2 separate regions of the Mus musculus genome follow, and region 2 is linked to region 1. Evidence: chromatin contacts called from public HiChIP or PLAC-seq data. All regions are on one chromosome and are shown on one strand. Each heading gives the region's core, a stretch centred on a gene start, on an enhancer-like site or on the middle of the called end of the contact. The rest is flanking DNA. Distances are from core to core; before and after follow the strand shown.

Region 1 (4,963 bases), core at 561-3,060:
TAACTTTGGGTCAGGGAGGACTGGATGTGAAGGATCACAAATTGGCAGCTACTAAGGTACATGGCGACCTTAAGATGAGATATTTTAGAGGTTTCTGATGCCTATCGGCTAACCTATTCCTTCCATTTAATTAATTAGTTAATTAATTAATTTATTTCCTTGAGGTAGACTTCCTTCAGACTGTAGTTCCTAACTGCCTTCGGATGCAAGGCACCCCTCCTTCTGCCTCATCTGTGATAGTATTGCAGTTATGGGCCTAAGCCACCATGGATGTCTTAGTCATAGATGCCATCGGTCTTTCCAGATATGCCTTGGGTCTTCAGAGCATCTCATACACCCTCACTTACAGTTCCCATGTTGTAGGCATCTAAGTGTGGCACCTCTCAGAATAGGAAGAGAAGAGAAGCAAGAAATACTAGGTTTGATTTATCAGGCCTATGCTGCCAAGATGGGGGTTGGGCTGCTCCTAAGGGGATGGGTTCTCCATACTGTAACCACCCTTTCTGCTTAGGACTTCAGTAACCCTTGGGAACGACCACAGAATGGAGACTAGCCAGCTGTCATTCAGCTCCCTCTGCACTTTAACTCCAGCATCTGTCCTCTTCCCCACCTTCTCCAAACACACTAGGCTAGGACCGTAGGCTTCCTTTCTTAATACCCTGGGCAGAAGCTTATACGTTCCTGCCTCACAAACCTGCCAGCAAGTTGGTAACAGCTTCTTCACCTGTCAGGAGGAACCTTGAGTATAATACGCGCTGAATAAAAAGTATAACATATAAAACACTTAGAAATGTTCAATAAGCTCTGTTCTCTTTCTTAACCAACCTAGTGGCTTATTTCCCACCTCCAACTCTCCAGCAACACCTTAAAAGAGACCTGGCAACTTCCAAGCTTGTTCACCTTTCCTCTAGTTTCCAGCTAGCTGCAGAATAAAAGCCCTTCAGAAACTGGGCTCGGGCTTCCCTCCTGTGGCACCAACACGCATTAGCTGGTCTTAGTCAGATTGAGCCTCTCAGTGCATTCCTCCCTCTCCGCCTTCCCTGGTCTGCAGCCCGGAATGCCATCTCCGCCTCTGCGCTCGCTTGGGCTTCCGGTCTGGTCCAGCCCTAGCTGGCCCATGACGCCTCTCGGAACAACAGCTTCGCTCACCCTGATCTCTTGCCCCGAATTTTGTCAGTAAAGCGTCCTGTCATTCTGGAGGGAGCGTCGGGAGCGGTTTCCCTGGGGAACTGCAATCCGAAGAGGATCACTGCTGTTTTCGGAACTTTCCCGAATCCCCTGACGCCTGCGCTCCGGGTTCCAGCTCGCTCCAGATGCAGTGGCAGTCGGTCTGAAGTGAGGGCGTGTCTGCTGCAGGTGGGGATGGGTGGAGGGGCTGGGTTCGGTGCCACCGGGGCTTCCACCCGAGAGGTCACTAGCAAAGGAGAGGCGTGGTTATACGTTTTTTTGGGGGGGGGGCGCACGTCACCGGCGCAGCGGGGCATCCCAGGGTCTTGTAAATCTGTAGGGAAACTGAGGCCCGCGGGAGAGTGAAATGGTCAGGGTCACCGGGCGAGGGACTTGCTCAGGCCTGAGCCCCCTCGGGCTCCGGGGAGGCAGTGGTGGTCTGTCTTGGCTCGAGCCTCAGAACTAACCCCCACCCCCCGTTCGGACCCCCAGGCCCAGGGTGGGCGGCGGAGCGCGGGTCTGGACGGCAGGAAGGAGCGCAGGGGGCGGGGGCGGGGACGAGGCCGGGCGGGGCCGACACAGGTGCTCCTCGTCAGGCCAGCGCCGCGGAGCTTTATAAGCCGCCGGGGTGCGGAGTCGTGCGCTGCTCGCTGCAAAAATAGTGCCCACGTGTGTGCGCGTCCCGCGCCGCACAGACCCGCCGGCCCGCGCGCCCGCCCGCCCGCCAGTCCCTTAGGGCCACGCCGGACCCCATGGCTTTCTCTCTGGTAAGAGCCGCCGGGGCGGGGCGGGGCCGGGCCGGGCGGGGCTGCTGTCCCCGCCGGCCGCCTCGGCTAACGGTCCGCGCGCAGTCTCGCCACTTCACAGGGCCCCCTCACCGCCGCCCGGGTTAGCGTCCCGGGCGGGGCGCCGGTCACATGCCCGCGGTCGTGGGCCTCGTGGAGCGGTGTGGGGCGCGCGGGGAGGGGCAGGGAGCTTCCTCGTGACTCAGGCCTTTGGGCTTAAAGGCGCCGCGGCCCTTCGGGGGCGACCGCCGGGGCCTCGGAGCTGCACTTGCACAACTCTCGGTGGCCTCGAACATACGTCCAGACAGGAGCCGGCCGCGCGGACGGGCGCCCGGACGCCAACACTTCCTTTTTCCGCAGCCGTCGCACGGGAGAGCTCGAGCGGCCGGCCGGCTGGCCGGCGGTGCCCGCGGCTCCCGTCTCTCTCTTTCCTTCTCTCTCTCTCCCCGAGAGTCGCCTTGGCGTCCCGCAGGAGGCAGGGGCTGGCGGCTCGCTGCGGGCGGCGCAGCAGCGAGCCGCGGAGACCCCCTCAGGCTGGGGCGGCGCAGGGGGAGACGCGCCACGACGGCGCTGACATGGCTCCTTTAAAGCCGAGGTCTCGGGCCCCTCGTGCGGGCCGCGCTCTTTCCAAGCCCGGGGAAGTCACGTGGCTTCACACGTTCGATTGCTCCCGGAGCCCTAGCCCCGAGGGTGGACCGGGCCAGGTGAGGTCGCACGTGCGTGTGACCGGGCTTCGAGGGCTGTCCCCGGGAGCCTCGCGGGGCTGGGGGGCGCGGGCCCGGAGGGGAGGAGGAGTTGAGCAGCCCGCGAGGGGGCGCAGGCGGGAAGCCAGCTAGTCCTCGGCGGCGTCCGCTTGCCTCACTCGGGCGGCCTGGCGGGACGCACTCATGTGGCCTCGAGGGTGTCGCTCAGCGTTTCTCAGCCAGCAAGGCCAGGTGTCCAAATTCGGGGGTGTCGGGTTGCAGATGGGCTCGCGTGGCCTCCAGCCCTGACCTCTGGTTTGGGGGAGCGGAGGCTGGACGCTGGGCGGGTAGGGCTGACAAGGCTGCTTCACTGGGGGCCTAGACGCAACGGGGTGTGTGTGGGGGGAGGCCCATGCCTAGGCAGGGGGACCCATGTCAGCAAAGAGCGTCCTCGGTGGGCAGCGCAGGCCACCCGTGTGGGTTGCTGTGCGGTTCCAGCCTCTCACGGTCACGAGCCTCATTTCCAGGGGGCTCTGCAAGGCCACGGTTCCTGCAAAGTGGCCCGCAACACCAGAAAGCACGGAGCACCTGGGCTCCAGGGTCCTATGCAGCCTCGTTCTGTGCAGCCTCGCAGGCGTTAGTTAGCACCGTGCTCTGTAGTGGCACTTTGTGCCTTGCAGGCTGACTCTGCCCTGCCCTCAGATAGAATTAAGCCTGTGGAAATGTCGGAAGCACCGGAGACCTGGAATAGCCTGGGGCTGCCAGCCTCAGGCCGCCCCATCCCCCACCGCGGCCTCCAGGCCCGACTCTGATGAACGCATTTCTCTGGCAACTGCTTCCTTTGGTCTCCCTGGCTACCGGGCTGCCTCCCCACTCTCTTCTGGCACCTGGGTAAACTGCTGGGCTGCGTCATTTGCTGGGGCCAGTGGGTCGAGTTTAGTGTTCTGGAAAGGCACGCGTGTACCAGCTTTCTCCAGGCCACCTCTTAGGTGATTCGGGCCACGTGTACCAGTGGAGACTTTGATGAGGCGAGTTTCCACTTTCGCATGCTCTTTTTGAGTGTAAGGACACAAGATCTTCTTTTCTTCTTTTCTTTTCTTTTCTTTTTTTTTTTAAACAACAGAAAAATACAACAGGCAAAACAAGACAAGAAGTTCAAGATTGTTTTCCCTGTATGTAGAAAGGAATGGACCGCCGACTTTGAACGTACACTGGGGCTGTAGCCTGTTAGGAGCCCCTAAGGACAGTAGTGTTCAAGAGTCACCACTTACCGTTTACCCTTTCTTGTAAGATCTTGCCTGGAACTCACGGGGCATTTTCTGTAGCGTTTACCATGTCCCACCCTCTTACTTCTCACAGTTATCTAAATTTGAGTCATTTGGCACTGCCTGCTCTGTTTAATGAAAGTTGACAAGTGTAGAGGTAAGTCAGCTTTGTAGTATAAAAACACTTGCTCCCCTCCCAATGATTGTTTTACAGACAGCTTCCCTGGCAGAGGCCCCCCAGTGTGGAAGGGAGGCTGTGTCAGCCTGCAGAGCAGACAGGAGTTAGAGAGCTGACACACGCATTTAATGAACCTGGGGACATTTGCAGTTAGGAATGGTTCTGGGGTCCTTTCAGTATAGGCAATTGCAGTGCTGTGGCACATTAAGTGTTCATAAAGCAGAAAGTGGAGGAGGAAGATAAAGTTGTATGATTCTAAGAACAGCACCAAACTTGTTAACAAGAAGCTATTGATAATGGCTGTTTTGAGAAGTATTTGTATCTGGTGCAATCGACTCACTAAAAACAAACAAACAAACAAACCTTTAAGTGATTTATAAACCTAAATTATACCAAGGTAAAGTAAATGAGTTGAAAAAGAGGGAAGAGTAGTAACCATTGACCTATAGTGTATATGTATATGCTGCTCTAAAGGAAGTGTTCATTAATTGACTACTGAAAACTTCATGCCCAGAGTTGATGGACCTTTGACACCTCCCCATTTTGAAGAATCTCTGGCTTATAAGTACAGCAATAAAAACTTAAAACAGTTTGGATCAAATAGAACATCTTTAATGTTGGATTCAACCTGAAGACTAGTTTGAAGTTGAGGCTCACATACCCATTCAAAAAGCCATTAAGTGATGGAATCAGATCCTGGGTCTTTTTGTTGTTTTATCCCAGTCTGTAACATGTTGTGTGCCTTGTCATGGCAAGGATCAAAAGGTTATTGCTGATGGATGATGTAGAGAAGAGGTTTTATGGGCTGGTCCTATTTTTATAGTTGTCTGTAGAGATAGGAATCTCCTCTTGTTGTAGAATTTAGGATAGGTCTTCTGAGCATTA
Region 2 (4,566 bases), core at 811-3,310, 270 kb before region 1:
GAGAAAGTTTTGAGGCACTGGTCCAGGACTGGGCTGAATTTACAGAATCAGAGCTGGGATCAAGAGCTGTTCTTTCTCACTTCGAGAAATCCCCTAAAATCTTTCGGACTTTAAAAATTATTCACAAATAATTGCCTCTGCAGAACAATGGCAGACAAGTTAGCCAACTGGGCTCCGATACCCCTCCCTCAGTGCTGAGACTACCAAACTTTAAAAGGGAAGTGAGTTCTGTGTGTTCACAGATGAGTAAGCTGACGGATGACAGAAACTGAGCCTGGGTTAATCACTGTGTTATTAAGACGCTCCTCACCCACTGCCCCAAACCTAAACAGAACTACGGTAACAAGAAGGGCACACCCACGCAGTCATACATGTCACCCTGTCTTTAATTATATGTTCTTTCTTTGAACAACGCTATCACATACTGAAATGAGAAAAGACAACAATTGCGCAAATACAGATATCCTGTTTGGATTTATTTATTTATTCATTTATTGGTTTTTTGAGACAGGGTTTCTCTGTGTAGCCCTGGCTGTCCTGGAACTCACTCTGTAGACCAGGCTGGCCTTGAACTCAGAAATCTACCTGCTTCTGCCTCCCAAGTGCTGGGATTAAAGGCATGCACCACCACTGCCCGGTGGATTTACTTAGTTAGGTTTGGGAGGCAGGGTTTCTTTGTGCTGTCCCAGCTGTCCTAGAACTCCCTCTGTAGACTAGCCTGGCTTTGAACTCAGAGATTTGCCTGCCTCTACCTCCTGAGTGCTGGGATTAAAGGTATAGGCCACCACTGCTCATCTTGTATAGACTTTTTAAATCAAGGGGAAAAAAGAAATCTGTTTTGTTATATAAGTCTTCTATATACTGCAATAAAACAGAAGGTCATAGATACACAAAGGTTATTTTCTAACCATTTCTTTAGTTGCTGGTTTTAATTTACCTTTTTGTTTAAATAAAATATAATTACATCATTTCCTCACCTTCCTCTCCTCCCTTCAAACTCTTTTATATCTTCCTTTCAACTCCCTTTCAAGTTTATGGCCTATTATTCTTTAATTATTATTTTTGTATGTATGCATGAATGAATACACAACTCCCACACCTGGAAAAACACTGTCAGGCAATGGAGCCCTTCTGCTTTTCTTCCTCAACAGCTTCTATCTTTTCCTCTCTGTCTCTCCTTCTCTCCTCCCCTCTCCCTCCTGCTTCAGAGTCCTTGAGAGAGAAAGTACGGAGTTCCTGACGTGTATGAAGCAAACCATCCCAGTACCCTTGGGAGCTTAGGACTATAGAGGGAGGTTGTGGGCTTTTTCAATGCTCCACTCCCATCAAAGAATTTTAATGACCCTCAGCTGCACTTGACCCAGCAGCCAGGTGTGAGCTGAGAATTTCCAGAAACCCAGTGTTGCTCACAGTCAAGAGCACTTTTGTTAAGCAGACTCACAATACTCTTAGTAAACCAGATGTGTGTTTATAACCTAAAATGAGACACTCTTGTTGAGTGGCTTACTTCTCACCAGGGATCCGGGGTCCACCATCCCCCCAATCTGGGTATGTGGTGCTACGCAAACCCATACACCACATTTCCAGCAGGCAAGGAAGACAGTTGCTGCTCAATAAATATTTGCCAAGTGGAATTTAATATTGCCAGAGTCAAGTCGTTTTATCTAAATGATTGCTGACTGGACAGGAGCTGGGGTTGTTTCAGGCACGGCTGCTCGGCAAGCCTGGCCGTAAGGGCTGCTATTGGGGTTTCCTGTCTTTAGAAAGGGTGTCACCCAGCTTGGAGAAGTCACCTGGTATGGTGTGTCTACTTCATTTGTTCTCTTTACTTTTGAAGTGAAAGCTATAAAGGTCGCACTACGCCTTGGGTAATAATAATAGCGCAGGCAGCCACAGACTGTCCACTGTTTGTCCCTGAAATAGATTCTCCAGGAGAAAGAACAGCGGCCCTGCCATTCACTGACTCGTATGGGAAACAACGATCGGAACTGAGGACAAAAAAAGATGCATGAGTCAGCAGCATCCAGTTTAGGCTCGAGAGGGTAGCATGAGACGCGCTATTAGGGCCGTTCTCTGTGAAAATTACATTGTTGGTAAAGGAAGTGTCCTGTCTGTCAGGGCCCTTGCGGTGAGGCCTTCCTTTGGCTGATAAGAAACCTCTTTTCAGGCTCCAAAAACACAGGCCCCTCCTGGACCCTCTCAAATCATTTGCTGAACTGGACACCCTAAATTTTCCCAAAGCCTCCAGGAATCTCCATCCTCCTATCCTTCGGGTAGGAAGAACTCCTGGTCTGAGGAATTGCTCAGTTCTCTTAGTAGCCACGATGCTGTCCTTTCCAAGATCAGGGTGCCTACGATGCTGCCGTGGTCCTCGTCTCATTCCACGCATTCACCTAGGAAGCCGTACCCCTGCCTGTAGCTTCAGCCAATACCTATGCTCTGGAGGTCGGGTGGTCCAGTGGGTAGATCCTGCCAGACAGTCTATTTCACTGTTGTCAGACCTCCATGCTAGATTCAACAAACATCTCTTTCCTGGGCTTGAGAGGATCTTCTGTGGATCTGGAGGATACTTAAGAAGCTATTCTAGCCAGGCTTGGTGGCTCCTGCCTGTGATCCTACCCCCTGGAGGCTGAAGCAGGAGATGGCCATGATTTTGAGGTCAATCTAAACTACATAGTGAGTTCCGGGTTAAGCTGGGCTACGGAGTGGAACTGTGCCTCAAAACGAAATAATCTTTTAACAACAACCAAGGTTCTACTGCTCTAGTTTATCTTTTGACTTCGGTTTTTTGCTTTCCAGTACTTGCTAGACTCCCGGAACCCTTAGCTGTTGGCCTCTGTTCTTCTCTTCCCGTATCCTCCCTAAGATTATTCACTGCTGGGCCTTCAATATTATGCAGATAATTTTCTTTTCTTTTTTTAAATGATTTATTTATTTATTTATTTTATGTATATGAGTACACCATTGCTCTCTTCAGACACACCAGAAGAGGGCATCAGACCTCATTACGGGTGGTTGTGAGTCACCATGTGGTTGCTGGGAATTGAACCCAGGACCTCTGGAAGAGCGGTCAGTGCTCTTAACCACTGAGCCATCTCTCCAGCCCCAATAATTTTCAAATAGTGCATGTTGGGTGCGATTCTTTACATGCCTCCTTCACCCTATGTGCTAAGGCGCTTTTTTATTTCCTTGAAATACGCATTTATAGTAGCTCTAGCATCTGATCTCTACAATGCAGGGCAGGATGGGGAGACCCCGTAGTAAATTACACTATGACTATGCTGGATGCTTTAAGCAGCTCTTTAATGTGCTTACAACCGTTTATGGATTTTTTTCTGCTTCTTGCGTACTTTCTCAGTTTCTGCCATAAGGAAGTCTTCTATAATCAAACAAGAGCAGAAACAAGCGCCGTCGTTAGTCACGGGATAGAGCGGAAGCAGGGCAGCAGTCCGTGGTCTCCCTTGTTGGTGGTGTTTACCTGGCTGATGTTTCTTAGCCCCAATGCTGCAGATTGAAGTCAAGGGCCTTACATGTGCTAAGCACACGTAATACCCAGTTCACACCCTTCACTGCAGCAGCTCAGTCCCTTCTCTTTAGATATCACTTTTCCTTCCCCGCCCCGGGCTACGGAAGGGATCAGAGATCATGATTAACTTGGAAGCTAAAGTTTCTCATTTTTTATTCTCCTCTCAAAAGAAAGTCTTTTCCAACCTCTCTCTGGGAAAGGCGCCTTACTGTATTTATTTCTGTAGACCTAGAACTCACTGCAGAGCACAGGGTGGAATAGTAAAATACCATGCAACTGTGCAAAGGAAAAGCTCCAAGGTCAGCGAGGTGACTCAGTGGTTAGGGTCTAGTGCTGCTTTCACAGAGGTTTGCTCCCACGTTGGGTGTCCCACGCCAGCCTAGAACCCTAGGTCCTGGGGATCAACACTCTCTTCTGTCCTCTGAGGGCCCCGTACCCATGTGCCATGTAGTTCACAGACACATACATATAAATAAAGTAAAAAGACATCTATTTTTAAAAAGAGAAGTTCCTTTGTTATAGTAGAACCACCGCCAAGATGCGAAAGAAAAGCGAGCAGCTGCCGAGCAGTGTATAAAAAAATCCTGGCCCTGGACTGTGTGCTTTAAACACAGAATCTAGTTGACAGGACAGCGTGGGCGGAACCATTGTGATGATCTGAACGGATCCCCAGAACCAACTCCCTCAGGGTGTCCTCTGGCTTCCGTATAGGCATCATGGCATGTATGCCCCCCAAAATAAATGTGCAAATAAATATTTTAAAAACTTATGTGAATTTTACGATGATTATACATAAGTGACCATAATATAAATGAGAGGATGACAGCCTAAAATACACATTATATTTTTATAATATGTTATATATTAATCATATTAATATATAATATATATTTATATTAGATGACTTGTCCACTCAGCATGAGTTCTCTGCTTTCTGGGTTTTTAATGGAAAACTCCATTTTACATATAGAACTAGAACAATATTTTGGGCCATGTTTACCCAAAGCTTCAGCAATTAGCCACTCAGAGCCCCTCTAACT

Evidence for each region. HiChIP or PLAC-seq counts read pairs in DNA pulled down with a chosen protein or histone mark.
Region 2: an H3K27ac HiChIP or PLAC-seq map of cardiomyocytes shows a contact between it and region 1, with 2.3 times the contacts expected there. The contact joins the enhancer-like site here to the promoter of Cpeb1 in region 1. A contact is called at or near these places in 2 of 39 promoter capture datasets (both in embryonic stem cells), 1 of 15 datasets of contacts at CTCF or cohesin (the NIH/3T3 cell line), 1 of 484 Hi-C or Micro-C datasets (nephron progenitors), 2 of 115 datasets of contacts at active chromatin or transcription factors (cardiomyocytes and pancreatic cancer cells) and 1 of 9 other capture datasets (liver).

The regions. Positions count from the first base shown.
Region 1 is chr7:81,451,605-81,456,567 of GRCm38.p6, reverse strand. It overlaps Cpeb1 (cytoplasmic polyadenylation element binding protein 1), which reads left to right and starts at 1,810. Exons shown (of 12, transcript NM_007755.5): 1 at 1,810-1,934. The coding sequence starts at 1,920.
Region 2 is chr7:81,723,610-81,728,175 of GRCm38.p6, reverse strand. No RefSeq gene overlaps it. Among named protein-coding and RNA genes, the nearest start is that of Gm42400, 5.6 kb to the left of the region's middle. Within about 2 kb of position 2,060, at least 47 of the 459 cell types and tissues checked have an H3K27ac peak or open chromatin away from gene starts, as enhancers often do. A contact at or near this core is called in cardiomyocytes, where this site is marked.